Regions from separate parts of the Mus musculus genome. Here region 2 is linked to region 1. A link is a contact called in public HiChIP or PLAC-seq data. All regions are on one chromosome and are shown on one strand. The core of a region is the stretch at or near the end of the contact, and the rest is flanking DNA. Distances in the headings are between cores, read along the strand shown.

The links. HiChIP or PLAC-seq counts read pairs in DNA pulled down with a chosen protein or histone mark.
Region 2: a contact with region 1 is called in an HNF4G HiChIP or PLAC-seq map of pancreatic cancer cells. The contact joins two enhancer-like sites. A contact is called at or near these places in 1 of 15 datasets of contacts at CTCF or cohesin (the NIH/3T3 cell line) and 2 of 115 datasets of contacts at active chromatin or transcription factors (astrocytes and pancreatic cancer cells).

The regions. Positions count from the first base shown.
Region 1 is chr4:56,189,416-56,195,761 of GRCm38.p6, forward strand. No RefSeq gene overlaps it. Among named protein-coding and RNA genes, the nearest start is that of Gm42291, 120 kb to the right of the region's middle. Within about 2 kb of position 3,831, at least 5 of the 459 cell types and tissues checked have an H3K27ac peak or open chromatin away from gene starts, as enhancers often do. A contact at or near this core is called in pancreatic cancer cells, where this site is marked.
Region 2 is chr4:56,496,682-56,503,027 of GRCm38.p6, forward strand. No RefSeq gene overlaps it. Among named protein-coding and RNA genes, the nearest start is that of Gm34628, 21 kb to the left of the region's middle. Within about 2 kb of position 3,445, at least 8 of the 459 cell types and tissues checked have an H3K27ac peak or open chromatin away from gene starts, as enhancers often do. A contact at or near this core is called in pancreatic cancer cells, where this site is marked.

The DNA of each region.
Region 1 (6,346 bases), core at 2,581-5,080:
CTTTGACTGGGAGAACAGTAATCCCAGACTGGCTACAAGCTTCCGAGCTTTGATGACCAATCAAGAAGCGATATGGTGCACATAAATTCATCACTATGAACCAAGTCCTGAGGTTGTTTGGATGAAGGAATATCAGGAGAAGGAGGAGGAGAAGGGAGGGGGAAATGAAGAAGAACAGCAGGAAGAAAAGAATGATGAGAAAAAGAAAGAGGAGGAGGAGAAGGAGGAACCAAAAGAAAGAATGTTTCCTTGGGGGGGGGGGTCACAATCCAGATATGAAGTCTTTGGGAGACAAGCCCCAAGGCATCAAGTGAGGAATGCCTTCCTGTGAAAGATGCTGACTCTGTAGGACATGCTGGCTGGGCATAGAATGTGACCCAGAGTGCAAGAGAGTACTCTGCTCCAACTCAAAACACAAAAGTGATATGACTTGGATTTCAGTTAGGGTCAATAAACTGCAAGAAGAATTTAAGATAAATTTAAGTTTTAAAAAAATAGGTTTTAAACTTAAAATTACTTGGGGGAATGGAACAGTATCAACTGAAGCTCCTAAGGACAAAGCATGGTTCTCATTTACACACCCCATTCATAGATGTCAAAGAAGTCTAATAATTATTATGAAAGTCTTTAACCTTTATCATTTCAATTTATACCAAGTTTCATTTTTTATTATCCTATATTTCTACATTGAAAAGTTCCCTATTGTATTTTGTCATCATTGGGTGGTAACTTTGGGTTTGTATATTCACTTCTTACACTCAATTTGAGTCAAAAAGCTAAGGAGAGATGGACTATTTGCTTTGCAAACAAGCAACCTTAGTGATTTTTGAGATATAAAAACTTTAAAATAATTTACAAAATTGGAAATGACTTCTCAGTATTAGTGTTCCTTTATCTTCTTGGCTATTTGTATGGCTAGAATTTCTTTTTTAGAGCAATGAGAAGTAATCACAGCAAAAACGTGTGTGATATAAATGGTTATATATTTTGCATGTATGTATATATATATATATATACACATATATATGTGTGTATATATATGTATATACACATGTGCATTCACACACGGAAAACAGAATATTAATTTACCTCCTATTAAGTAATAATCGGCAGAAGTTATAAATCCCACCTTGATCTGCATCATCATGGAGAAGTCATTCCTGCAATTGAGTTTGCATTTGGTAGAGTTTCTAAACAGAAAGAGAACAGGACTGATGAGTTTGCTCTGTCAGTTTGCAACAAGTTTGCCACACAAACATGCAGACTTCAGTTCCCTGCCTCCCCAGAATTCATTTTTAAAACTGTGGTGTCATGGTGGGATGTACCTGTAGCAGAGATAGGGAGTGGGAGCCAAGCAGGTCCCTAGGGATGGTGAGCCAGCTGCCTAGCCAATCAGTGAATTTCATGTAAAAACAGGAGACTTCCCTCCCCTTCTCCAACCTAGACAATTAATATGGATTCCCAACTAGGAAGGACACTCAAGGTTGACCTCTGACCTAGCTACCTACACATATTCATATGGACACATGCACACCCTCACTTACACACATAAACACATCTACAAGCACACATACACCACACACACACACACACAGAGAGAGAGAGAGAGAGAGAGAGAGAGAGAGAGAGAGAGAGAGAGAGAGAGAGGATGGCCTTGATTATACTGTTTCATGGTCTGTAAATGCACATCTCCAGTGCTCTCAATTTTAACCATGTTATAAAAACAACTTCAGGGAACTTCAAAAAAAAAAAAAAGATGATGACATAGAAACTGTTCAAGGAGAGCAGAGCCAGAATGATGGCCATGAAATTGAACAAATATCAAATAATTGAGTGGAAAACCTCAAACCTCATTGTCCCAGGGGTTTCTAGTGTGAAATCAAAATATAGATGGCCCTGTGCAGGTAAGAGCTAGATATTCCGTTGTTTCCTAGCTCATAAAGAAAGGCAAAGGCTACTTTCAAAACCAACTTTTCCAGGCTTATGGAATCCTTCAAAGGGAATAAAAGAACTCACCTTTCATGAATTTTTGCTTCTGAAAGTTTAGTGAAAGAGTCCAGGAGAGCTACAATGGCTAGCTCTTAGGAAAAACATAATCATGTAGAAAGGCAAAGATTTTAGGGACTCTTACTAAGCTGCTGTAGAAGGACTGGCTTATCTAGGGAGGATGAAGAACACTGGTTTATCTTTTCCAGAAAACCCAGAAAGAGGAAACTTTCCTGGAGGAACTGCCTCCAGCAGGCTGGATTGTAAACAAGTCTGTGGGGCATTTTCTTGATTATTGATTGATGTGTGTATTTGTGGGAGGGGGTGTTAGATGCCAACACTCAGACAGGCGGTCCTGGGTTGTATAAGAATCCAAGCTGAGCAAGCTATAGGGAGCAAGCAACTAGGCAGAGGTTCTCTAGGTCCGATCTTCATGCCTCCAAGCTCTTGTTTTGAGTGCTGCCCTGATTTTCCTCGATGATAGATTCTAAAATGTAAGGTGAAATAAACCACCCTTTGCTCCCCAAGTTGGTTTGCGCAGAGTTTTATCCAGCAATGGAAAGCAAGCTGTGCAAATGTGTCTCTCCTTGGCACTTTGTATTCTAATTACGTCGGTATTTGTTTTCCAAGTGCGGTGAAAGAGAAAGCTGTGTATTTGGATAGGGTCAGGCACAAGAGCCTGTGTACAGCAGGCCAGGAATAGAGAATACTCCTGATTGTGTAGGTAGGTGGGTGGAAGGATGGATGGACAAATGGACAGACAGATGAGTGAGGCCCAAACAAAATCCCTTGCATTCCTTGGCAGTGTTGTTATAGTATTGATAAGGAGAAGAATGGAGCTTTAGTATATGCTACAGCTTTAGTTGGCATTGTCTCTTTAGCCCTCGTGACGTTGCTGGTAGGTAGATATCATTATCCTCCCTGAGGAGATAAAGAAGCGAGTCTCAGCGATGTGATGTCAACTGACTTGCCAAGGCTCACGTGAAAGACTGGCAGGCCCCCGTAACAACAAAGACTGATGAGGGTGGAGGAGAGATCAGGTATTGATAGGAATTTCAGACCTGGTCACATCATCTGCTTGGACATTCTGCTCTGCCAAAATACTTTGAAACATTAAAAAACAAAAAAAACAAAAAAAAAAAAAAACATTTAAAAGTGGGTAAGATTTCCAGTGTTTTTTGAAATTGGAGAAAATGAATTGCCAAGCAATAAACAAACAGCGGCTCTGTTTTATGAGCAAGTGGATTAACTTGGAGCACATAGGCAGGACTTGATCACGCACAGGATCCTGCCGTGTTCCAGAGCTTTGCAGCAGTTGGTGTCGCTCACACTTGCTGCCAACTGACTGTGTTTTTCAAATCTCATATCTCAGATTGTGACTTAGCCAAAAAGTAAAAATTGTGAAAGAGTTTTAACAGCTCACAGATCTCATGAAGACCAAATAAATAGTTTCCTAAATACGTTTTCTTTTTCTTTAAATGTAAAATTTGGGGAGGCAGAAACCCAGTCTTTTATGTTCTTTCTAAAGTGCAAGACCCGAGGGCTATGTGCTCAATAATCATTTGTTGAATGAGCAGAATTTAGCACAATTGCATTTAAGTGCACCTGCTCCGGTTACATTGTTAGGGACCACCAAACACAACAAGATGCAAACAAACACTACTGAATCTGGCTTTCTTTAGGTAAGTCTAGAAGCTTCACAGGGGAAAATTCAAAGTAAGAAATGTGAGCACAAACAGGAAAACAAGCTAGCAAGCAGAACTGGGCCACCAGCACATAAAGCCACTTGGTTCAGGCCCAAAGCTGAAGAAGTCAATAGAATGAGCCCTTTAACAAATGGCATGAGTCATAGCAAACATTAATGACATTCAAAACAAAGATGGAAACTTTTTTGTGTTACATTTCTGTCTGGTCAGTGGCTAGCAATTTTCTGGAACTTCCTGCTGAGAAGAGTCTGAAGCCAGATGCAGGCTCAGAGAGGAAGGTGTGTCATGACCTATTTGTGACATCTCCTGGCAAAAATCCTATGGTGTTAGAGATTCCATGATGTGTCCCATGAATTCACACAAGATTTTAATCTCCAAAGTTATATGTTAACATAATGAAGAGGGCAGACACAATCCAGTGTGCTTAGGGGCGGGGCTTCCAAGGACTGATTAGGGTTGGATGAGGTCACGGGAGCTGATCCCTCACAATGTGTCTCAGTGCCTTTAAAAGGAGTGAGACCACAAGTGACATACAGACTTCCTGTCTCTTGCTGTGTAGTCCCACATGCTGCCCTGGTATAATGCTAGTTAAAAACAAACAAACAAACAAACAACAACAAAACAGATTACCAGATGTGGTTTCTTTTTGAAGCCTTTATTTTCAGAATTGTGTATTAAATAAACCTCCAAGGGTCAGCAGGGTGGCTCAGTGGCCAAGGATACATAGTACTAAGCCTGACTTGAGTTAGATCACTGGGACCCACATATCGGAAGGATAGAACCAACTCCACAAAGTTGTCCTCTGACATACACAGTGTTCAATATTTAATTATTTAGCTAATTAATTAATGCAGTAAGAATTTAAAACTAAACCTCTTATGAAGTTATGCTTCAGATGTTTTTTTGACAGGAAGGAAAACCTAGCTAATAGGGATTAGTGAGAACAGTCAGAGGACTGGTATTAATATTTTTTCCATGTTTGCATTTGATAATATAGGTTGAAAAACAAAACAAAACAAAACAAATGACAATGCCTTTAAGAAATAGTTTGATCCACCTGACTCATGTATTCAGCTAAAGATCTTAGTAAAAGAACTGATTGGTCTCTATAACTGAGAATATATGTGGGTAAATATATATGTACATGATGTCTGGTTTCTGGTGTTCTCACAGTTGTGCCAACATTGTTCACACTTGCATACATACATACATACATACATACATACATACATACATACATACATACATACATGTGTGAGTATCAGACAAAACATAGATGAAAGACTTAATCATTTGTATTAATTGATAATATGGCATGTAGCTGGTCAAAGTTTTTGGGTTTCCCAATATTATTCAATAAACATTCATAGATTAGCATATGTTTACAAGCAGAGAGAGAGAGAGAGAGAGGCAAAAGAAGAATTGGCTAACTCATGAGAGATGCTCAAGGTACCAACCAGCATGAGGACTGAATCAGGAGAAGTCTAAAGTGATACGGGAACAGCTATGAACACTCTGAGGACCAGGCCACAATCAGCATACCATGAAGAGCAGCAGCCACACCATCCTCATATTCTAATACCCAGAGCTCTGGAAGCTGAGCCCAGAGGCAGACAGTACAACATACCATAGAGGAAAGGCAGTTGCTTTAACCTAGCTGCATGTGACTCCCTTACATTCTCTACTTCACACTTCCTGTTAGGTATGAAAATAAAGGTAGATGTTTAATGATGTGTACTTTCATCACAAAGCGGTCTCCCAGTTATGTAACAAGTATTCATAGCTTTTTCTGTTCCTGTGATAAAATAATACGAGACCCAAAGCAATGTATGAAAGGGTCTACTGGCTTATGGTTCTAAATGGGGAAGATCCATCACAATGTCGGGGGCGGTGGCGGGGAGCAGAGCAGCAGGTAGTCAAGGCTGGCTGGAGCAGGGAACTGAAAGTTCACATCTCAACCTCACAAATGAAGCAGAAAGAGCCTACTAGGAGTGGAGTAAGCCTACAAACTCTCAAGCCCACCCTGGAGATACACTTCCTCCAGCAAGGTTGTACTATCTGTCCAAGCAGTGACATTAACTGGTGACCAAGTGTTTTACACCTAAACTGCTGGAGGGACGTTTCTCCTTCAGATCACCAACAAGGAGCCACTCTATAAAACCTGCTGTCCCCTCTAGGAGTCAACTCTTGCCTCAGAAGAGTTAATAAACTACTGGATGCTCAGAACTATTCTTATAGAACTAACCTTTGCATAACAGAGATAAGGTCTTAAAAAGAATAAACTATGTCATATATAACAATGCGACTCATAAATCCATACCAACTTGAACAAGTGTGTCCATTGTTTTAGGGCATAGGATATGACAGAATTTCACTAAAAGACAAAATGAGTCAACATTGTTATTGAATACACATTGTGTTTCCTTATCAAAAGCTTCTGTAACTTTGATGGTTTGTTAGTCAAATTATATATTAATATTCATAATATTAATGATAGCAATATAAAAGACCTAACTTCTGAGTTTATATAGGTGCTTGGCTGAGGTGTGAAAACTTGGAAGAAATCCTCCAAATCACCCACTTCCCAGCCAGCATAGGCATTGGCTTGTCTACAGCAACTGTCTGCTTGATGTTTGCTTATCCTGGAATTTCCA
Region 2 (6,346 bases), core at 2,195-4,694, 310 kb after region 1:
GAGGATCTATAAAGAGCTAAAGAAAGTGACTTTTTCCAAGAGAGGAAATTCTTGCCCATGTGGCTCATGCTTTATTAGGTAAAACTTAGTAAAGACAATGGATAAGACACAAATCATAGATCTTGGGACTGGGAAAGAGGTGGTAAGCTTATGAGCACTTGCAAAGGAAGATCGAGGGAGGGGTGTCACAATTCAACATAACAGATAGACACTCAGATGGCTCAATCCATGCCTGAGACCTCAAAGAAACATAACTGGTAATGTAGGAAGAAGACAAATTTTATGGAAAAAAAATCTCATATAAAAGAGATCAACAAGATGACTTCAAATTAGTATAACGTTACTGTTGGTGATATGAATAAATCAAAATAATCATGTGCTTATCCATAAGAATTCTTGGGAGGAGCTTAAAGAGTCATTCTTAAGTTTTCAAAACCTGTTTCAAAACAGGAATGATGACTTACTCAGCACTGAAGAACCTATATCCCAACTAAAAGTGTGGCATCTGCTTCCTAGGAAAAAAATAAAGGGGCATTGCCATTGATGGCAGAAAGGGCCTGAGAAAGCTGCTGGATCCCATGAGTCTTTACACTCTGAAGCTAATAACTAAGACAGTTGTTCAGATATAAAGACAATAGATCTAAAACCTGGAGCAGAGGCAAGTATCATGGGTACTGGCCAATGAAATTAATTTAGATGATCCAAGATAGACAGTGGGTATTACCTCAGAATTTACATCTCTTGAGTGTTTGAAGATGGTGCCAAAGGGATGAAAATATTCCAGAATACTCTAGAAAACATCACTCACATTCTCTGTCGACTTCAAATATGCACTGCTATAAATAATGGGGGAGCAGAAACCTCAGTCTAAACCTCAGACTGCCTGATGGTTCATGTATAACACCAAAGGAACACCGAAGGACAGCTGTGAAGAAGAGGAGGAGGAAGGAGGAGGAGGAGGAGGAAGGAGGAGGAGGAGGAGAGGGAGAAAGAGAGGGAGAGGGAGAAAGAGAGGGAGAGGGAGAAAGAGAGGGAGAGGGAGAAAGAGAGGGAGAGGGAGAGGGAGAGGGAGAGGGAGAGGGAGAGGGAGAGGGAGAGGGAGAGGGAGAGGGAGAGGGAGAGGGAGAGGGAGAGGGAGAGGGAGAAGATTCATTAGGGAGGTTGGGCCCCAAGTTACTATAGAAAAAATAATAGTTTTTCCATATCCAAACAATAGTCAATTAGAAGACATGATGAAAGGGAAAATCTATCTACAATTGGAAAACAAAACAAACAACAACCGACAAACCAGGTTACAGAGCACACTCCTATAATACCAGCATGCAGAGTAAGCAGAGGGATCATAAATTCTAGGCTAGCCTGGGTTACAATGGTAAGAACACGTCTCAAACTTTTATCTTTAAAAGTTCTTTTTTAAAGAATATGTATCAAAAGATGGCCTAGTCGGCCATCACTGCAAAGAGAGGCCCATTGGACTTGCAAACTTTATATGCCCCAGTACAGGGGAACCCCAGGGCCAAAAGGAGGAGTGGGTGGGTAGGGGATTGGGGGGAGGGGGTGGGTATGGGGGACTTTTGGGATAGCATTGAAAATGTAAACAAGGAAAATACCTAATAAAAAATAAATTTAAAAAAAAAAAAAGAATTGGGAGATGTCTCAGTCAGAAAAGTGCTTGCCTTGGAAGCCTGAATGTGAGCCCCAGAGCCACATTTGATTTTATTTACTTTTATCTGTATAGGTGTTTACCACATGTGTGTATGTGGACTGCATGTATGCCCGATGTTCTTGGAGGCCGGAAGATAATTCTACATCCCCTGGAACTGGAATTTCTGAGAACTGTGAGTCACCACATATGAGCCAGAAATCAAGCCTGGGTCCTCTGGAAGAGCAGTCAGTGTTCTTAATCTTTACTGAACCATCAGCCCAAGAAGAAACCCGAATTTAAGAAGCCAGGCATGGCAGAGTATGCTTGGAATCTCAGATCTGGTGATGGGGGAGACAGGCAGATCCCTGAAACTAGCTTCTCAAGACAAAATGAGGGAAGGATGAGGAGGGAGGGGGTAGGAGGAGGAGGAGAGGAAAGAGGAAGAAGAGGAAGAGGAGGAGGAAGAAGGAGGAGGATGGAGGAGGAGAAGAAGAAGTTGGTGCTTATAGATAAGCACTGGAGGTTGACCTATGGCTACCATCTGCATCTTCATTTGTGCACTTACCCACTCACACACTCCACACACAAGCAAACATACAAACACACACAAACACAAATACGCACACTCACACTGGCAGACTCAAAGGAAAAAAGTCAAAAGATCTGAGAATAACCAAGATCAAGATGAGGAAGAGAAGATCTATACAATCTACATATAGAAAACTTTAAGATGCTATTCTTAAGAGCCAAAAGAAAAACAAACCAGTAGAAAATGCACAATGTTCTTTGTTAAGAACACTCAGTATCATAAAAACATCTGCTGCCTTAAATCTATCTAAAATCTAAAGCGCCATCGGGAAAAAAAAATGGCATTCAGATGTTTTTTAACCACACAAGCATAGACATGCACCATTCAAACTTGAAACAGGTAAGAGTAATCCCCCACAAAAAGAAAAGACAAGGAGTAGGGAGACAGGAGTAATGAATGGGGACCAACTCACTCAGTATTTAATGCCAGGCGTGGTGGCGCACACCTTTAAGCCCAACACTCGGGAGGCAGAGGCAGGCAGATTTCTGAGTTCGAGGCCAGCCTGGTCTACAAAGTGTGTTCCAGGACAGCCAGGGCTACACAGAGAAACCCTGTCTCAAAAAAACAATAAATAAAAAATAAAAAATAAATAAATAAATAAAATGTTTTGAAAGATATTAAAAGTTACGATCATGCAACAAGGCTCACAAGTGGGTAAATCAATGGAATGGAGTAGAAAGTTAAGACATAAACATGGGACATGTGTGTTCACAAAAAACAGTGTTCAACTGTGACTAGGAGAAAAATTGTTTACTATGTGATCTTTTGTGACCTCCTGGAAAAAAAATAGGTCCACACCTAGCCTGTTGAGGTAAGTTCTAGTTACATCGCAGATTTAAATAAGAGAGAGTAAAATGGAAAAACACCAGAATAAACCAAGGAGAATCATTTGGTGTTTTCTAACTGGGAGAGCCAGAGACCGTATGGCAAACACACATACACAAATACACACGACTGAAAAATCTGACCCATGAGACTATGCAAAGGTTATGACACCTGACTAAGCCCAAATAAAGTTATCTGCAGGAAATGTTTGCAACTCACATGACAAATGATGAATTTCCTTATTTGTAAGGAGTGCGTGCCAATCACCAGGAAAGGTTAGCAGCTGGAACCTCCTGGAAATGAAATGGGAATGGCTGAGGGACAATGGGTTAACTGTCTCAATGTCACTCCTACTATGGGAAATGCAAATTAAACCGCAATGAGACATCAGCACCTACCACACTGGCAGACATCAAAGCATTTGCAAATCTGGTGTGGGCCAGGGTGTGGGGAAAGAACACCCCGTGCATGTTTAGTGGAACTGCAGACTGCCAAAGCAGCCATGTAAAGCAAGGTGGTACCACCCATCAAAATGTTAGACACCCATGTCCTTTGATCCAGCAATTCTGCTCCTGGGAATAGATTCTATTTGTCTGACATAAGATGTGTCCAAATGTCTTCATGGTAACATTGTGCAAGCAAAACTGTGCAAGGAATATTTATCAATAGAGAACTGTTTAGTTTATATGTTAATACGAAGTTATCTTAGTTGTTGCAACAACTCCATATGTACTAATATATGATGGTTCTATGATACATCTCAGAGGGAAAAGTAAGATAGAAGAACTAGAGAAGAACAGTATATGCGTGCACATACCCAGATTGCCCCTGGGGGAAAAAATAAACCCCACCCCCACCACCAAAGCCTAATAATCATAAATAAAGCCTAAGGAAAGGACCCGGGTGACTAGAGAAGGGAGAAGGAGGGCTTTGTTCTTTTACTGAGTACTCTTTTCGTGTCTCTTAAATTTTGTAGTACCAGCATTACCTGTAAAATACCAATAAGTTTCTTTAAACACATTCCACTGCCACCTGTCTATGACCATTGAATGGTGAATGATTTTTGCAGACAGATTCCAAAGGTCTGGAGGCTGGAATAGATATTCATTTAGTCTAGCCTCAACTTGATTGCCTGATCCCCCATAAGTATCTCTGAAAAATGTGGTTCACAGCCATGGCAGCACTGTGTGTGCATTAGAAATGCAGAGTAATCTCTGGGATTGAGGCCAACCTGGTCTACAGAGTTCCAGAATAGCCGGGATGCACAGAGAAACCCTGACTGAAGAGAGAGAGAAAGAGAGAGAGAGAGAGAGAGAGAGAGAGGAAGGAAGGATGGATGGATGGATGGATGAAAGGAAGGAAGGAAGGATGAAAGGAAAGAAGGAAGGAAGAAAGAAAGGATGAAAGGAAGGAAGGAGAGAGAGGGGGAGGGATGGAAAAAAGAAAGGGAGGGAGGGAGGAAAGAAGGAAGGGAGGAAGGGAAGGAAGGGGAGGAAAGGAAGAAGGGAGGGAGAGAAAAGGAAGGAGGGAGGGAGGGAGGGAGGGAGGGAGGAAAGAGAAAGGAAAGAAGAAAGAAAGAAAGAAAGAAAGAAAGAAAGAAAGAAAGAAAGAAAGAAAGGAAAGAAGGAGAGAAAGAGAAAGAAAGAAAGAAAGAAAGAAGGGAGGGAGGGAGGGAGGGAGGGAGGAAGGAAAGAGAGAGAGAGAGAACTGCAGAGTCTTAGGGCCTCATTGCTGATCCTCTGAATCAAGGAACTGCAGTCACTGAACCCCAAGATTAACATTCAGGCTACAGAAGGTCTTCTCTAAGCTGCTTCTGGGTGGTCACCCTTCGTTCTCTTCATGAGAAGCCACAGAGGAGACACCACTTCCTCCTGGATTCATCATCCCACCTTTAATAATTAGCCTACACTAAGCACCCGGAACATTCCAGAAGGTCACAAACGTAGTTAATCTTCATTAATCCCTCTGAGGCACAGAGCTTCCTGAGCTGAGGTACAGCAATGTGAGCAGTGATCTTAGGTGGAACCCTTAAATTATAAAACATATTTTTACAGAGTGCGACTAGTATTCTTTTCAAATATTTTCAATGCTTTCAATTATTCATGGAGAATTCACATTCTGGTGCTGATGCATTGTTCTGGACCTTTTTCGTCATTGATAATCATCAAGCCTCACTCTTTGGCCTTTCAAAGTTTGGGATCTCTTGTTGAATTGGTTATTACAATGCATCAAAGTTCTCCTTCTGTAGCTTCTACTAGCTGGTTATAATATTACTTGTTGAGTGACATACAGAAAAGAACTAAGACTTAAAATTTGGTCAATGAGATGTTGAGACTTTCTCCACTGGTAAGGAAGTGGGAGGGGCTGGTGAAGAAATAAGTGGGACGGTCAGGAGGGAGTGATAGCCAACTCCAAGTCAAAGTCATGTTTATTTTACAGCAAGTAGCCTTCTAAATTTGCAGAGGGAAAAGTTATAAATGGTACTGTGTAACTGACTCACCCCCTAGAGAAAGGCACACAAGCAAACACTGGCAAGAAATAGAAGCATGATAAAAACTTGTCTTCATGTGTACATGATCTTAGAGAGATAAGACCACTGCTGCATAGAGCTCCCAAACCCCACCCATGAGTGCTGTGCTGTGTGCCTGGAGTGGACCAAGCTGCTACGGGAGGCTGAGGTAGAACAACTGCTTCTGCTCAGGAGTTTCCAGCCTGGGACATGAAGAAAGTTAAAAAGAAAAGAGAGAGGGGAGAAGGGAGGTAAGGCAGGAAGGAGGGATTGGGGAAGGGGAGACATGTAGCCATGATAATCATGCGCTGTAATATACATAAATCTCTTCAAATAATAGTCCCAACCCTCAAAAAGAACATTTAAACAATGGCTAATTACAGAGCTAGGACTGTGGGTCACAAGAATAGCCAGGGGGTGGTTTTACTTCACATGTTTCTGTGGCCTGTGACTTTTTCCCATGAGTAAATTATAGCTATGTGCATATGCAGGCTCAGTTGTTCATAGGGAAAAACTGAAATGTAAGAATAAAAAGAATACACACATCATGACTCTCAATGGCTATACAAGGTGGAGGCTAATTTTTGATCTGTTTGTTTTCATTTGGTCATATTCTTCATATTCTTTCTATAGCATATATATTATATTTAATCATTTCAAAAGTAATGGAGGATATGAAGAAAATATGTTATGGTCCATTTTAAAGAAAGACTATAAGTACTGGCATTTAAGATACACTTATAAATGTATTTAAAATGTCCTGGAGGAATATAAATAA